Linked DNA regions of Mus musculus: regions 1 and 2 are each linked to region 3. Evidence: chromatin contacts called from public HiCAR-type and HiChIP or PLAC-seq data. All regions are on one chromosome and are shown on one strand. The core of a region is the stretch at or near the end of the contact, and the rest is flanking DNA. Distances in the headings are between cores, read along the strand shown. Region 1 holds the start of Dars (aspartyl-tRNA synthetase). Region 2 holds the start of 2900009J06Rik (RIKEN cDNA 2900009J06 gene). Region 3 holds the start of Pfkfb2 (6-phosphofructo-2-kinase/fructose-2,6-biphosphatase 2).

Region 1 (2,700 bases), core at 195-2,694, 2.3 Mb before region 3:
AGAATGGCAATATTATCAAATTTCATGGAGTAAGTTAGGAAGAGGAGCTGAAGTTCAGGCTATAAACTACACTTATTAAACAGTTACGTAGTCTTTCATTTTATCTTACCTTACCTCTACAATGTTCTTAAGTTCCTTCCATTTATTTATAGAACTCTATTATAATGTCTACCATATACTGTATCTTATACCTATACTACTTACAATGGTGTGTTGATAATTTATACAATTAGACACACTAACACACAAAAATAATTTCCTTAAATTTTTTTTTAACAAGGTAGTTTTGAAAGATGTCTGAAACAGTTTCTGTTCTTCTACATTCTCTTGTTGAAATTGTTTCTTCAATATGAGAGAACTGTCACATAATGGTATGTGCCATAAATAGGTGGTGCATTTGAACCAAAGGGGGGTGAAAATAAGAAAAAAAAGTGTTATTGTTTCTATTTAGTACTCACATTTCAGCAGAACTAAATAGTAACTTATTATTCTGAGTTATGATGTAGTTAGCAAATGCTGAATTCCTCCACCAAAAAATTAGGAGCCAGGAAAAGATTAAGACTTAAGTATTACTACAAACACCTAACTTAGAGGATTTCAAACCTTGACTTCTGCAAAGTGCTATGGATCACTGAGGGTTATCTCTGGGAATTGCACTACCCTACCTCACAGAGTCACTGAGAAAGGAAACCAAGATAACACGTGTTGGCAGCTGTCACAAGGAAAAGTCATTAAATACACTGGCAGCTCGTGCTGCAAAGGGCTGTCTTTACTGGCCAGAACATTATGAGGGCTGAGGGTATCGATTAGTGGTGCTTTATCAGAAATGTCCGGGGACTGGGCTGGTGTGTTCCGTGCAGGACGTGCTAACCTAGGAAGGCTCGAGTGAACCTCGCCGCAGCTACTTCCGGTTCCGCGAGCGCCCACGTTTGCCTGTCCCCCCACCCCCAGGAACACGGTTCTTCCAGGCCACGGTCCCAAGAGTTAACAGTCCCGAGTAGTTGAGGCCGCGAGCCCAGGCACGGCCCCTGGGGTCCTCGGGAGCACTGGCCTGCGACGCGACACCCCACGCCGCGGCCTGCGAGTAAAGCGCTGACGGGAGCTACGGAAGCGGCGCCCGGATCGCCCCACTCCCTCCCTCAGCGCACTCCCCGACCCGGGGGGAAAGGAGGAAACCCACTTCCGCCGCGTCCACGATCTCCCGCGGCTTCTCCTGACCCTTACGGCTGGCGTTGGTGCTGGGCATCAGGACACTGGATTTGGGGAGTGGATACCACCCTCCCTCGCAGGCTTCCGTAGGACAGGCTAAGAAGCGGCTCCCTCCCGCACAGTCTCGCCCTCCCAGCCCGGGTTCTAAGCCCCCAGTCTCCGCGTGGAACCTTGGCTTCGGAAATATCGCGAGAGCCACAGCGAGCTCTCGCGCGCCGCCGCCAGCTCCTCCCTCTGCCCCGCCCACGGGAGTCATGGGGCGTGGCCCAGAAGTGGGTGTGGTCTCGCAGGATAGGCTCCGAGGAATCTTCCCTGCAGAGCCTCTTGACATACCTACCCTCTTGGTCTAACTTCATTCCAGTTAATTGTCTTCCCCTTGCTCCCAGAGTCCCTCTTTTTAAATTTAATTCTAATTATTTTAAAGACAGGGTCTGTGTAATGCTGTCTGGCCTGGAACTCACGAGGATCCTCCTGCCTCTGCTCCCTGAGTGCTGGGATTAAGAGTGTGAAACACCACGAGCTTGCTTACTTGTATATTTAGAGACAGGGAGTTGGGGGTGGGGTGAGTATCATTGTTTCACCCTCCCTGGCAGACAGCTTGTCTCGCGTCCTGCCAGCTGGGATCTCCGCTTTTGGAATTGATGCCTTCACTGCCCTGTGGAAGCCTGTCTCTTGGGTCAGAGGAGGTCTCTGGGCAACCTGCTCTGTGTGGGAAGGCAGGATGCTGTGTTAGAGGTAGGCAGGTAGGCTCCTAAGGCAGGATGGAGTACTGTTTTAAAAGCAATAGCCTACAGGTTTTCCTTGACTTGTTGTGTTGTGAAAGGCAATGCATAGTATAGTGTTGGTTGTCTAATGGGTGAATCTTCCCTAAATTAGACTTTTGAAAAATGCTGTCGTTTTTATTGAATGTGGGCTTTGGTAATTCGGGCCTGCAGTTAACAGCACTCAGGAAGCAGAGGCCAGCCTTGTTTGCGTAGTGAGACTCTATCTTAAAACAACAACCAAGAAGGAAAAGTTTGTTGGGATGAAATTTGAAGACTTGATTACATACTACTTCCGGTGCTGGACACAAGCTTTAGCCGTCTTTGTCACATTTTAGCTGTCTGTAGTGTCTTATCTTGACATAAAATGTCATGGTCAATACTTGTTAACAGGATACAATTGGACCCTCCTCCCCAACCCTACCTTATCCCCTCAAATGAAAGCTCTCTGGGAATAACTTTACTTAGATCTGGAATCCAGGTAAGATTTTACTTAGATCTGGAATCCAGGTAAGATAGATATGGTGGCTCCAGAAGTGTAGTTTACTATGTAGTTATAGGTGGGGGAAAATATGGTTCAATTAACTCATCAGTGGTTATAAATATGTGCTTTGTGCTAAGCGTTATATAAACCATTGGCAATAAAATGATTACTGATGGTTCTGGCCAGGATCCTGAGCTGATCTTTCTACTTGACGCAGGCTGACTGCCGAGAAGAGACACATCTTAA
Region 2 (2,700 bases), core at 125-2,624, 2.9 Mb before region 3:
GGTCATTTTCTTTACAGCTGTTTATTGTGCATGAGTGTGCACACGCATGTGTGCCACTGAGCACGTGTGAAGGTTAGAGGACAATTTGTAGCATTTGGGTCTTTCCCTCTACCATATAGGTGGGGAGTGAACTCAAGTTGTCCGGCTTGGCAGCGTTGCCTTTAGCTGGTCGGCCATTTCAACAGCCCTCGTTGGCTTTTTAAAAGCCAGTTTTCGATAACTGACTGCAGTCTTCAGAAAATACTTAAAAACTAAAGTGTAATTTGGTCATATACAATAGGCATTAACTCAGAGGCAGATAACATGTAAACAAATGAGTGGTGCTTCCTTACAAAAAGATGGAAATAAATCATCAGTTATAAGAGACCTTACTTTATAAAATCCTAAACAATTTTTTTCTTAGCTTCTCTTGCACTCATTTGTTAGACTGTTGGCCTAGTATGCCTAAGGCCCTCTGCTCCAGCACTTCAACCAAGATGCGGCACACCAGCCTATAATCCCTGCACTTTGTTTCTGGACAACCTGAGTTACAGCGTTCTGCTTCTCCCCAACCATCCCCCAATCTCAACCCGCAGAAACCACACAGACCTTCAAAACCATACACCCCATCTGGATGGAAGGCCTAGAGAGTCATGACCTCCAATTATTAACTTCATATTGTTTGACAGGTAACTTAATAAGAAAGATATCTGCAGAGTGATGCCACTGGCCTTGTAATCCCAGCACTTCCGAGGGGGAAGCAAGAGGACAGTAAATCCAAGGTCATTCTTGGCTACAAGAGTGAACACAAAGCCAGTCTGGGACACATGGCACATCGTTTTAAAACAACCCATACCCCTTGAGTGGCTTTAGGTTTAAAGTAACGTTTTAAAGGCGCATGCTCCCCAACATCTACTAGCGATTTAAAAAACAAAACCAAAAAACCCAGAAGACACTGTTAGTTCACTGCTAGAATTAGCGTTCTTTCCTAGCTAACTCCTCCGGAGGGTAGCCATTCGTGGACACAGGAGTCAACAAAGCTAAGAAAATACACCCACCAACATGTAAGAAAATGGAAGCTACAGCACGAAGCCGAGACTAGAAAAGCCTTTTCTGACTTTAACGCACCCGCAAACTCACAGACCACAAAATAAACCGTTTAGTTGAAAGCTAACGTCCAAGCCCTATTAGGCAGCCTCAGGACCTCTTCCCTGTTCGCCCCGCCCCTTCCCCTTAGCCCCTCCCAGATCCAGCATGCACCGCGTCGACCTTTTCTTTCCGAGTGACCCCCACTTTACGGCGTCTCCCAATGACAAGAGGCGCAGAGCATTGTGGTCCCGCGGGTCCGAGAGAGAGAAAGGGGAGGGAGGCCGGAAAGAGAAAGCAAAAGACCAGCGCGAGCCGGCAGGGCGGGTCCCTGCGCGTGCGCGTGGGTAGCAGCAGGCCCGGAAAAGGCGTGGCCCACCCTACGGAGAGCACATTGGGGCGGGGCCTCGACACATTGGCGCGGAGTCCCGGAGGCAGGCGGGGAGGGGGCGGGCTCAGGGCGCGGGCGGAGGAGGAAGTGTCATGGCGTCGGGCCGTGGAGCTTCTTCTCGCTGGTTCTTTACTCGGGAACAGCTGGAGAACACGCCGAGCCGCCGCTGCGGAGTGGAAGCGGATGAAGAGCTGTCGCATCGCCAGCAGGCGGCCAACCTCATCCAGGACATGGGGCAACGTCTCAATGTGTATCCTTTTTCTAGTTGCGGCCCTGCGTCCCACACGCCCTGGTCGCGCTCGCCGGGTGACCGGGCCTAGTGTCCCGGGAACATGGCGCCGCTCCCTTTGCCGTCTTTTGATCTCGGGAAAGACACAGAGAAAGCTAGGGCCCGAGCTGCCGTGGCGAGCCGGAGAAAGAGGAGATGTGCCGGGGAAGGCGGGCCGGGAGCCCGCGTTGTATAACCTGTGTTTGGGAGCGCGTGATGCGGGAGGGAATAGCAGTGCTTCCCTGGCGAGAGAGGAGGAATCCGGGATGAGCAAAGCCAAGGGGCGGCCCCTTCCACTTTCGGAAGTCAGAAAAGGCCTTGAGACGTAGAGAGGTCGCAGATGTTCCACGGAAAGTGTTTTCCGAGGCTTCCGTGCCGGCTCCAGGGCGGCTCTGTTGCGCCGGGGGAACGCACGTAGATGTTTCATGTTCTTTGGGTGTGTGGCGCGCGCCTTTCGACTACTTTATTTCTACTGTACTAAGCTGTAACCTAATTGCAAATAATTCCTGGGCTCTCCCTACGTAGCGTATTAGAATAATTTGGCATCCAGACTGATTTCTCTTCTCCCCGCAGACTTTCTGCATACTTTCAGGTTGAGGATTGGATTTGAGTAAATGGAAAGGGGATTTTTCCATTCAAATTGATTTAGTTTTTGGAAACATTTTGCTTAGATTATTTTCTAAACGTTGCATCCCAGCTCTCAGCTTACAATAAACACTGCGATTGTTTATATGCACAGGTTTTATATGCACCATTCCTTCACCAAATTCAACAGAAATGTAAGTACTGTTTTATTGTTTTAGACGCCGAATGTTAAAATGAGTAGATAATGCGAAAACAAGTTAGTTGATCGTTGTTTTTACTTATAAATTGAGCGTTCTACGTTTACTATAAATGTGAGTTATGCAATAAACGTTTTGCCTCGTGCAGAGGAGTGTGTGTGAGAGAGAATTTTATTAATTAAGCTGTAAAGCAC
Region 3 (2,700 bases), core at 87-2,586:
TCGCAGATTTGAGGCGTGGGGTTTATAGCTGCTGTTGCAGTCTTCTGGGGAAAATGTACTATTCTCAGACATGGTAGTTCTTCAGGAGGCACCTGGGAAAGGAGAGATAATAAAATAGAAGGAAGGGAAGGAAGGTATCCCTAAAAATGGTGCAGAGAATTAGTGTGACAAAGGGAAGAAGCCCCTACCAAGATCCAGGTCCAGCCTCTTGCTCCTACTTCACAAACACTTGTTCTTGGGTGTCACAAACCTGACTCCTCACGTATACAGCTGCACCCCAACTTTGCAGTTCTTTGCTGACTTGGTTCACACTCATACATCTCAAACCCAGCAAGCCTTCCAGTAATCTTAATAAAGCAGATTTTCCTAGCATGATTACTTCGTCTTATTTTACAGAATTGACAAATGAAGATAACCAAAGTACCTTGTTCAAGTTTCTTGCCCTCACATTCTAAGTTTAAGAATACAGACAGAACAGAGGTGGGAATCAGAAGCGCTGGAGATGCGGAGAGATGAAGTGCACTTGATCAAGAAAGCAACCCCAATCCAAAGGAAAAACTCAGTCTCGGCGGGGGGGCGGGGGGGGGGAGAAGGAGGGAGGGAAGGAGAGGGAGAGAGGGAAGGAGAGAGAGAGGGAAGGAGAAAAAGGAGAGGGGAAGAGGGAAGGAGAGGGAGGGGAAGAGGGGGACAGGGAGAGAAGGGAGAGAATGAGAATGAATTTGGAAACTGGTGAGAGGGACGGACGGGGTGAAAGCACACTCTAGGAAGGAAGAACTGTAGTGGAGCTGTGATAGCCCTAGCATGTTACATTCTCTGACGTTCTCCACCCTCCCTGCCCTTTCCTATCCATACCCTAGGGCGCAGCGGAAGTAAATGACTTATGGAATGTTACCTGCAAAATAAGCCTTGCGTCCTGATATCAACTAGGGTGAGAGGGACTGGGACTCACTACTCAAACCCCGATGCCAAGGAGCTCAAGACAAAAGATTCTATTTAAAAAAAGGAAAAAAAGAAAAGAAAAGAAAAAAGAAAACCCGTGCACGGCTCCTGGCCTGACAGAGCCAATTCTCCAGTCCTCACTCCGCAGCTGCGGCTCAGTGTCCCTGAAGGGCTGCACGCCCAGGAGCGTCACCCGGAGCTACACTTCCCGAAAGCACGAAGCACTGTCGCTCTGCACCATCCCCGCGCCCGCGCAGCACCCCAGCCCCGCGTCCAGACTGCTCAATTACCGCTCACCCTATGACCTGTCCTATTCGTCCTCCCTGCTGTAGACCCAGTGTCGCCACCGGAGCACCGGGTACCAAAGCTGGCAGACAGACTGAAGTAGTCCGGGCTCCGGGGGTTGGGGCGAGTCACGTGGGGCGCTTGGCCCCGCCCACGCTGGCGTCAGCCCTCACCTGGAGGCACGCTGGACCAATGAAGCACCTGCAGGGCAGGGGGCGGGCTCCTGGGGTCTGGGAGGACCTGTGACAGCCTAAGGCTGTCAGCTCGCAAAGCAGCCGGCCCAGGGGAGCTTGGTGGCATTGTTGCCTGGAAACAAATGGAGCTGGAGGCGGGGTGAATTAAAAGCCTTCCCTTCCCCCCCCCCCTTCCCTTATTCTCGCGAGACCTGTTTGGCTGACATCTTGCGTGGGAGTGACTGGTGAAAAGTGAGGCTTAACGCCTTCGTTCCTGAATCTCCAGCTAGACTAGGTTCTGGGAGGTTGAGGTCGGCTTGTAAAGATGCCTTGCTGGCTACCAGAAGGCAAGAGCTAACTAACTACAACTTCTGGTCAGCATCCTTGGAGCCTATGGATCCGGGAGCCTCCCATTCACCAGACAGGTGACTCCAAAGCATGTTCCTTGATTTCCCCCTCCATCCCTGGACCCAGGCTACATTATCTGTGGTCATCTGGAAGAGCCAAGGAGGAGGAGAAGTGCACCCGCTCCTGGTGTGAGGGTACAGAGGGACAGATTCGCTGTAACTGATTCACAGTAGAGGCTGTTGCAGTGGGGTTTATATCTCCCAGAACTACTTTTCAAAGTCACTCCCCCTGCACACCATTGGTACCTGACAATGCTTGACAGTCCAGAGTGGGGAGGGGGACTTGTTTGCTGCTTTGGCTAAACGGTGGGGGAGGGACCCTAGAACTGTTTTCACTCCTTCCTTCTTGACCCGAGAGTCAAGTCATCTTCCACACAATCCAAATATGCGTTTCACACCCCCGCGGCGAGTTCCAGCGTGCTACGAACTGTCATTATTCGGCGTTTACTGCACACCTTTAGAACTATGGTCAAGGCAGTCTCGGGCTCCCGGGCTACAGAGTTGGAAACTGGCTAGCTATCTGGTCAGGTCTCCTCTCTGCCCGTCTGTCTTCTGTCTCTCGGCCACCGCGAGGACTGCGTTGCCATGATGAAGTGTCTTCCTACTGGGATACGAGGAATCGGACTGGAATCCTGATGACCAAGAGTGAGTCCTCTTGAGCCCTGCCACCAACCGCGGGAGTGAGGCGATCGCCCCAGGCACGGCTGCTGACCTCATACAGTCTTTCTGAGGTGGCAGATGGACGCTTTCAAGTTCGTCTCACGGGACTCCCCGCTCGTCCCGTCCACTTGGCCTCAATGAATCAGTTCGGCGCAGCCACGAACCCCGCCAGCGGCGTGACTGTTTGGTGGGTCCTTCTGACCTCTCTTGGCATTTGTTTACCTTCCCGACGATGA

Evidence for each region. HiCAR-type assays count read pairs that join an accessible place to other places. HiChIP or PLAC-seq counts read pairs in DNA pulled down with a chosen protein or histone mark.
Region 1: a contact with region 3 is called in an H3K27ac HiChIP or PLAC-seq map of cardiomyocytes, with 4 times the contacts expected there. The contact joins the promoter of Dars here to the promoter of Pfkfb2 in region 3. A contact is called at or near these places in 1 of 39 promoter capture datasets (hippocampal neurons), 1 of 115 datasets of contacts at active chromatin or transcription factors (cardiomyocytes) and 1 of 9 other capture datasets (embryonic stem cells).
Region 2: a HiCAR-type map of astrocytes shows a contact between it and region 3, with 5 times the contacts expected there. The contact joins the promoter of 2900009J06Rik here to the promoter of Pfkfb2 in region 3. A contact is called at or near these places in 2 of 39 promoter capture datasets (hippocampal neurons and liver), 2 of 115 datasets of contacts at active chromatin or transcription factors (astrocytes and stem cell-derived neural progenitor cells) and 2 of 9 other capture datasets (adipose tissue and liver).

What each region holds. Positions count from the first base shown.
Region 1 is chr1:128,415,972-128,418,671 of GRCm38.p6, forward strand. Dars (aspartyl-tRNA synthetase) reads right to left here and starts at 1,445. Exons shown (of 16, transcript NM_177445.5): 1 at 1,181-1,445. The coding sequence starts at 1,246.
Region 2 is chr1:127,772,680-127,775,379 of GRCm38.p6, forward strand. It overlaps 2900009J06Rik (RIKEN cDNA 2900009J06 gene), which reads right to left and starts at 1,375. Exons shown (of 2, transcript NR_045298.1): 1 at 1,249-1,375. Ccnt2 (cyclin T2) reads left to right here and starts at 1,485. Exons shown (of 9, transcript NM_028399.1): 1 at 1,485-1,706; 2 at 2,422-2,503. The coding sequence starts at 1,549.
Region 3 is chr1:130,714,485-130,717,184 of GRCm38.p6, forward strand. It overlaps Pfkfb2 (6-phosphofructo-2-kinase/fructose-2,6-biphosphatase 2), which reads right to left and starts at 1,337. Exons shown (of 15, transcript NM_008825.4): 1 at 1,237-1,337; 2 at 1-92. The coding sequence starts at 72.